Regions from separate parts of the Zea mays genome. Here region 2 is linked to region 1. Evidence: chromatin contacts called from public Hi-C data. All regions are on one chromosome and are shown on one strand. Each heading gives the region's core, a stretch centred on a gene start, on an enhancer-like site or on the middle of the called end of the contact. The rest is flanking DNA. Distances are from core to core; before and after follow the strand shown.

What was found. A called contact is a pair of places that touch in the nucleus more often than the background predicts.
Region 2: a Hi-C map of leaf shows a contact between it and region 1, with 2.4 times the contacts expected there. The contact joins the promoter of LOC100193767 here to the enhancer-like site in region 1. A contact is called at or near these places in 3 of 25 Hi-C or Micro-C datasets (all in leaf).

Annotation. Positions count from the first base shown.
Region 1 is chr1:53,316,358-53,319,369 of Zm-B73-REFERENCE-NAM-5.0, forward strand. No RefSeq gene overlaps it. Among protein-coding and RNA genes, the nearest start is that of LOC100191145, 13 kb to the right of the region's middle. Within about 2 kb of position 1,449, at least 18 of the 20 cell types and tissues checked have an H3K27ac peak or open chromatin away from gene starts, as enhancers often do. A contact at or near this core is called in leaf, where this site is marked.
Region 2 is chr1:53,403,285-53,406,296 of Zm-B73-REFERENCE-NAM-5.0, forward strand. LOC100193767 (U11/U12 small nuclear ribonucleoprotein 65 kDa protein) reads right to left here and starts at 1,392. Exons shown (of 11, transcript NM_001138853.1): 1 at 978-1,392; 2 at 618-689; 3 at 274-480. The coding sequence starts at 1,159.

The DNA.
Region 1 (3,012 bases), core at 199-2,698:
TATCAACCTCTCACATTGGCTCGATATTTACGCTTATAATTGAGGGATTTTATACTCAAAATTTAAGGTTTTTACGCTCCAAACTGGAGATGCGTCCACCAGTGAACAACATGCCAGATTTTTTATGCAGTGTACTGAATTGCATAAATATCTACATTGTTTAGTATAATTAGTATCAGTATATATCATAAACTAGTTCTAATATGTTTAGCTGTATGACTGTTGGAGGGATCCTATATTTATAAAGAAAATAAAACGTTAAATACAATTTTTTATTTCTATGCATGCAATTCATTTCCTTTCATTACACATTATTTCCATTATAAATTCGTGCGCATGCAGCTCGTAACAGATTTTTACGCAGTATACCGAATTGCATAATTATCTATAAAGTGTAGCATATTTAGTATCAATATATATCATAAAATGGTCCTTACGCGTCTATCTGCATGGCTGTTGCAGTGACCCTAAATTTATGGAGGAAATAAAACATTTAAAAATAGAAAAACAACATATATCTTTTCTAAATTTACGCGCATGCAATGGAACGTGTTTGACTCAAGCATGCATTCCTTTTTTGCGCGCACAGACGTAGGACGGGTGGCGCACCCGACAGCCTGGTTGAACTAGGTTGAAGGGGTGTTTGGCTTGGGCTTCCTTTAACTATTGAAAGCCTAGGACTCCCGTTATACCTGCCCTATATATATATATATATATATATATATATATATATTATCCACTGAGTTAGGTCTAAGTAGTCCTACAAGTTGGGACATGTCGTGCTGTCCGGCACAAGCCTATCGTGCTTTGGGCCTAAAACCGTCGAGCTAGGCTAGCACGAATTTCTTCCGGGCTGAGCCGTATTAGACATGGCCTTAAAGCATGGTGGGCTTGTTTCGAGTCGTGCTAGCCTAAGCACAAGATGCAATTAAACAACAGAATTACACAACAGAAAATAAAGCTCAAACAACAACACAAAAAAAATTACAGAATCATATTTTAAGCACAAGTCATCAGCATACAGTGAATCAGCCAACACAAACAAGTTTTGAGGGAAACAACATTTTATTCCTTGATCGGCCTCATTATAAATCTTACATCGTGCGACCGTATCGGGGCGATGACGACGAAGCACGTTGTGCGGGTGTGTGGCCAACACATCTGACTGTGGAGCAATAGGTGAGGCTAGTGGTCACCATAGCTAATAGGGAAGAGGCGGTGGAGCAGCGGCGGTGGCGGCCTGGACTTGAGTGCAGAGTCGACGAGGGAGACAGAGAGAGTCGACTCGATTGGATTCAGGAAATAGGGAGAGTGAGAGAGTGGGAAAGTGTCGTGACCGTATAACCGTGAGTGAGTCTGTGACCTAAAGAAAACCCTAAATGTGTCGAACACCGTGCCAAGCTGATCCATTCACGGCCCATGTCGATGTGTCAGGTCTGATGGGCCGAAAACTCTACCTATCCATGTCATGCTATTCTGAGTAAAATGCTTCCGTGCTAGACCACGTGCTAGACCAGGTCTTATGCTTTTGTTTGTTCTAAGGCCGTGCTCGGGAGCACCAATTGGCCACGGCCCAAACTTGCGGGTAGTCGGAGGTTTCGTTTTTCCAATCGTGGTCTTTTTCTATTCTATATTTTCTGTAAATTTCCTCTTCAATTTCTACAATTTACTGCGTTCCAAAACCAGCCGGCTAGGATTCGAGAGCAATGACGAACCACCACAAATTTCCTCCCCCACCAACCTTTGCAATCTGTAAAGTACGGCCGTACTAGATGCTGGGACCGGCAAAGAATCCTGAGCCCGAGAGCGATGCGCACCCAGCAACCGTGGCGTGGCAGCAGCCCAGCACGCGAACCGGACCGCAGCAACATAGCACAGATATTTTTTCACCTTTTTTTGTTGTATGGAGCAAATAATGTATGAAATAATTTATATAAAATTTTATTGTTATTTATAATAATATGTTTCATAATATAAGAAGAGATTAGCATCAAATTTCATATATATATATATATTTTTTAAAATATTAAATTTGTCCTAACAGTTCGGATATCGGTTTACACCCCTAGCTATAGTGGATTGCAGCCGCATGTCTGGACTCATGAGGCACATGAGCAGTTGAGCACATTCGCGAGGTGTGGCACGCAGCGCAGGGGCATAGCTGCACCAGTGCCACCACGGTCCGCGACCACAGACCTCGCTCGGTCGATCGGCTCTCGAACGTTCACGAGGGATCCCACTTCCACGTGAGACGGTGAGAGAGAGAGACAAGCCAAATTAAACCGCCTGTCCCGCCGACCCGTCCGCATGCGCCAAGTGTGTGAGTGCTCGACGGTCGTACGCGTGCGCTTGGCCCCCTCCTTACCTGCCTGCCGGTCTGGGACCGGTGCTCACCGTCGCCGTTGGACTGGGAGAGGGACCGAACGCGACTGTTGCGAGGCGACAGAGGCTGGTTGTTTGTTCAGCCTTCAGCAGCGGGCGCCACCGTCAACTGTTTGTTGTCCATATTAAGGATTTTCCCTTTATTAAATAAAAAGAGAGAGGAGGGGGCCAGTCGGGTGGGCCGCTACAAGGCCCATCTGACCGAGCAGCCCACCGGCTGCGGCTAGGGCATGAAGAGACCACGGCTTGGAGATCGTGGAGGACGAGCAGAGCAAAATTTGCTTCCTGGCGGCGCTCTGCAGGTGGTTAAGGGCTCGCCCGAGATCCATGGCGCCCCCTGCTCAATCTCCTCGAGCCTGGCTTCTTAAGTATGGAGATTTACTCCCTGCTGGGTATCTAGCCGAAAAATCCCAGCTCTCTGTTCCTATTTCTCCTCTCGATTCTAGTCACGGTTTGGATCGATTCCTTCGATTCTTGGTGTTCTGGTGTAAATCTTGCTGGTGGAAGGTGGAGGGAGCACTGCTTGTGCGCAGTGAGGTTCTCCTGCTCTCTGTTGTTCCATCTGTGCACCTGTGTGGTGCGCAGTCTGTACTGATTATTGTCCACCGTGGCCTGGTGCCTGGGCTCCCT
Region 2 (3,012 bases), core at 142-2,641, 87 kb after region 1:
GAGAGGGAGAAGGGAGCGCGAGAAGAAGATTCATGATTAGCAAAAAAAGAATTATGTGCAGGAAAGTTTTGCCTTAAATTTTGGAGGAACCAAAATTCTTAATAGCAGATGGCAAGTCAATCTCTTAATTACAAAATGAATGTCTGTTGAGAACAGTAATAGAACATTGCAAGACAGAGTGCATTCATGAGAGCTAAGAAACAACTAAGTATCTTCATGCGAGTATCCAAATATAATGAAGTGAAATAATGATGCAGTGAATTAATAACATACTCAAGGTGTGGAGGAAATGGGTAGTCCACACTAAGCTTGGGGGCAATTGGTTCGGCAATCGATGTGTGGTCCTTCTGAGTTTGGGAACTAATACTTGGTACCTGGGACGCCCCATGCCCTAATTGGTCCTGATGCTTCAGGTGAGACTCATTTGCATTTGGACAGTTAGCTCGCTCGACAGTCAACACTTTTCCCAGAAACCTCAACCTGCAAAGCCATCCCTTAGCGAACAAGGCAATGGGGCATTAATCAAGAATACTGAAATAAGAAGACGCGATTAATTTATGCAACTAAGAAAGAGAGTCCAAGCAACAAAAACAGATTGTGTGATTGACGAAGCAAACCTGTTCAAGAGCGAATGTGCGTGATTAGCTGCCGCCTCGTCCCTAAAATCTACAAATGCGCAATTTCTCAACCTGCAATGTACCAACAAAATGGTTTTAGTAACTGAATAAACATAATATACCTCAGCCAGCAGCAGCCAACAGACCAACAAAATGGTTTTATCAACCAAATAACATAGCAGACAATTCGGTATCCATACTTGACCAAATATAAAAGACATATTGAATCTATGACACAATAGGTCATTCCAGCAACACTAAGCAGTTATACTGGATACAAGCACGCGCTACTGTAACTAATTCAACATTTGAAGCACCAATCGAAGCATGATTAAGCAAGCGACAAGATGAGATAAGTACTTTCCACCGGAACAGGGGCGGACGGATGTGGCTCCGTAGTGGGAGAAGAGGCGGGATAGCATCTCTTGCGTGATAGCCTCTGGGAGGTGCCGCACTAGCAGCGTCGCCGCCCCCGCTGGAGCGGGCCCTTGCTGCTGGTCAGAGGCGGATCTATCGATATGGCGAGCCCTCGCGGGCACCATACCTCTCCTCCGGAGAGAACCTCCCGCGGACTACCTCTTTCCCGTGCCTGACAACGCGCGGCTTCTCGGCAGTGGCGGAACCAGCTAGAAATCGAAGCCCGGGCTCTCCAAGGCCCAAGCGGAGGGCAACCAGCCAGCCAGGCACGCGCCGCGGCAGGGGGGCAGAGAGGGAGGGAGGCACTGGGCGTGGGGCGGGAGCCAAGCACACGCGGCGTGCCAGCAGCGCGGACGCGGCGCGGCCAGCAGCAGTGCAGTACAGGGACACGCTGTGTAGGGTTTTCGCTTGGGAGAACACTGAGGCGGACTGGGCCGCTGGGCCACCGAAGCCCGGGACGTGCCTGGGCTGGCCGGGTCTCAGCTCCGTCACTGTTTATCGGGGCTGGGGTTTTCTCGAGAGTGACGGAGGTGGGGAGGTAGACGACGGTGGATGAATCTGCGCAAACCTAGTGGACTCATATCGAAAATAGTTTCCCATGTACACACGATTAATAAAGTTAAAAAATCTAAAAAATTATACATACTATTTCTATTCTATTTTAATTATATACAAAATTAACTTTCAATACGTTATATTTAGTTGTAATAAAAAAGAGAACATGTTTGCCGATTTTCTAATTTAAAATTCAGAAATTTTATCTTTTTTATTACATCTAAAGTATACAGAATTTGAACTTTAAATTTTGTATATAATCGGAGTAAGATAGAAAGATTATGTATGAAGTTTTTTAGAATTTTTAATAAACTTTATTGGTTCATGTACACCTTATGTACATCAAAAACTCATGTGCACTGAATATGTTCTCTACATTCAAAATCATATTTCCTCAGGCAAATCAAATACATCGTCCAAACCCAGATTTTCTCAAGCATATCAAACACATAACAGGTATTGTTAGAACTGCTGCAGCTGCAATCCATAGAGACAAAATATTGTAGAAACAGTAGAAGTCGTTTTGGATTAAAGCCAAGCGAACATCTTGTACATCATTCACTATATCCAGGGCTAGCAATGGATCACAATACAAGTGTTTCTTCATGATTTGTTGATTCCTTAATTAATTTTAGTTAAAAATAAATGGAAATAGATCTCAATCCAAATATTATATGATCTTTAAACTTTATAATGTAAAATTTAGAACTCATTACCACCCTAAGTATATCTTCCTCAAACATAACTGCTTAACAAATACATCATCCAGACATCCATAGATTCAATAAGTCTCAAACATAACAAATAATCCCATCCACATATTCATCCACGCTCAAACACAAAGGAAGAATGATGTAAACAAAATAATACTAGTGCCTTAGTGCAATCTAGACTCATTAAAAACCTTACTAGGTAAAAACTTACACCTCATGAGAAAACATTCAAGATAGCTTTAAGTCCCTTGGTCTCTTTCTCCACCATGTGTTGACTATGCAAATCAGCGAGCTCACAATCTTTTACACAGGACAGGACTTCAAGCATATTAGGAGTTAGTCACCATCGTCAGTCCTCAAGCACCCTGCCAATTAAACTAAAAGTGGACTCTGATGATACAGTGAAAGCAGGCACATTTAGAACATTTTTAGCAAGTATAGATAACACATGATAGGTCAACTAGTGTCGCTGCCACCAGTTTAGAAGATTGAAATCAAAGTCGGATTGGGTGGCGGTATCACTATCATGGTATGAGATAACTCAAATATAGCAGCAACAGTGGATGATACAGATACAGGAGTACCAAGTCTATTAGATAAGAGAGGAATGAAATATTCTCCATAGATGTCATCCCATGCCTCCCTAGCCTTACCTATCCTACCAACACTTATGTTGTTGCACATTCAAGCGCATGCCACCAAATTTTAAT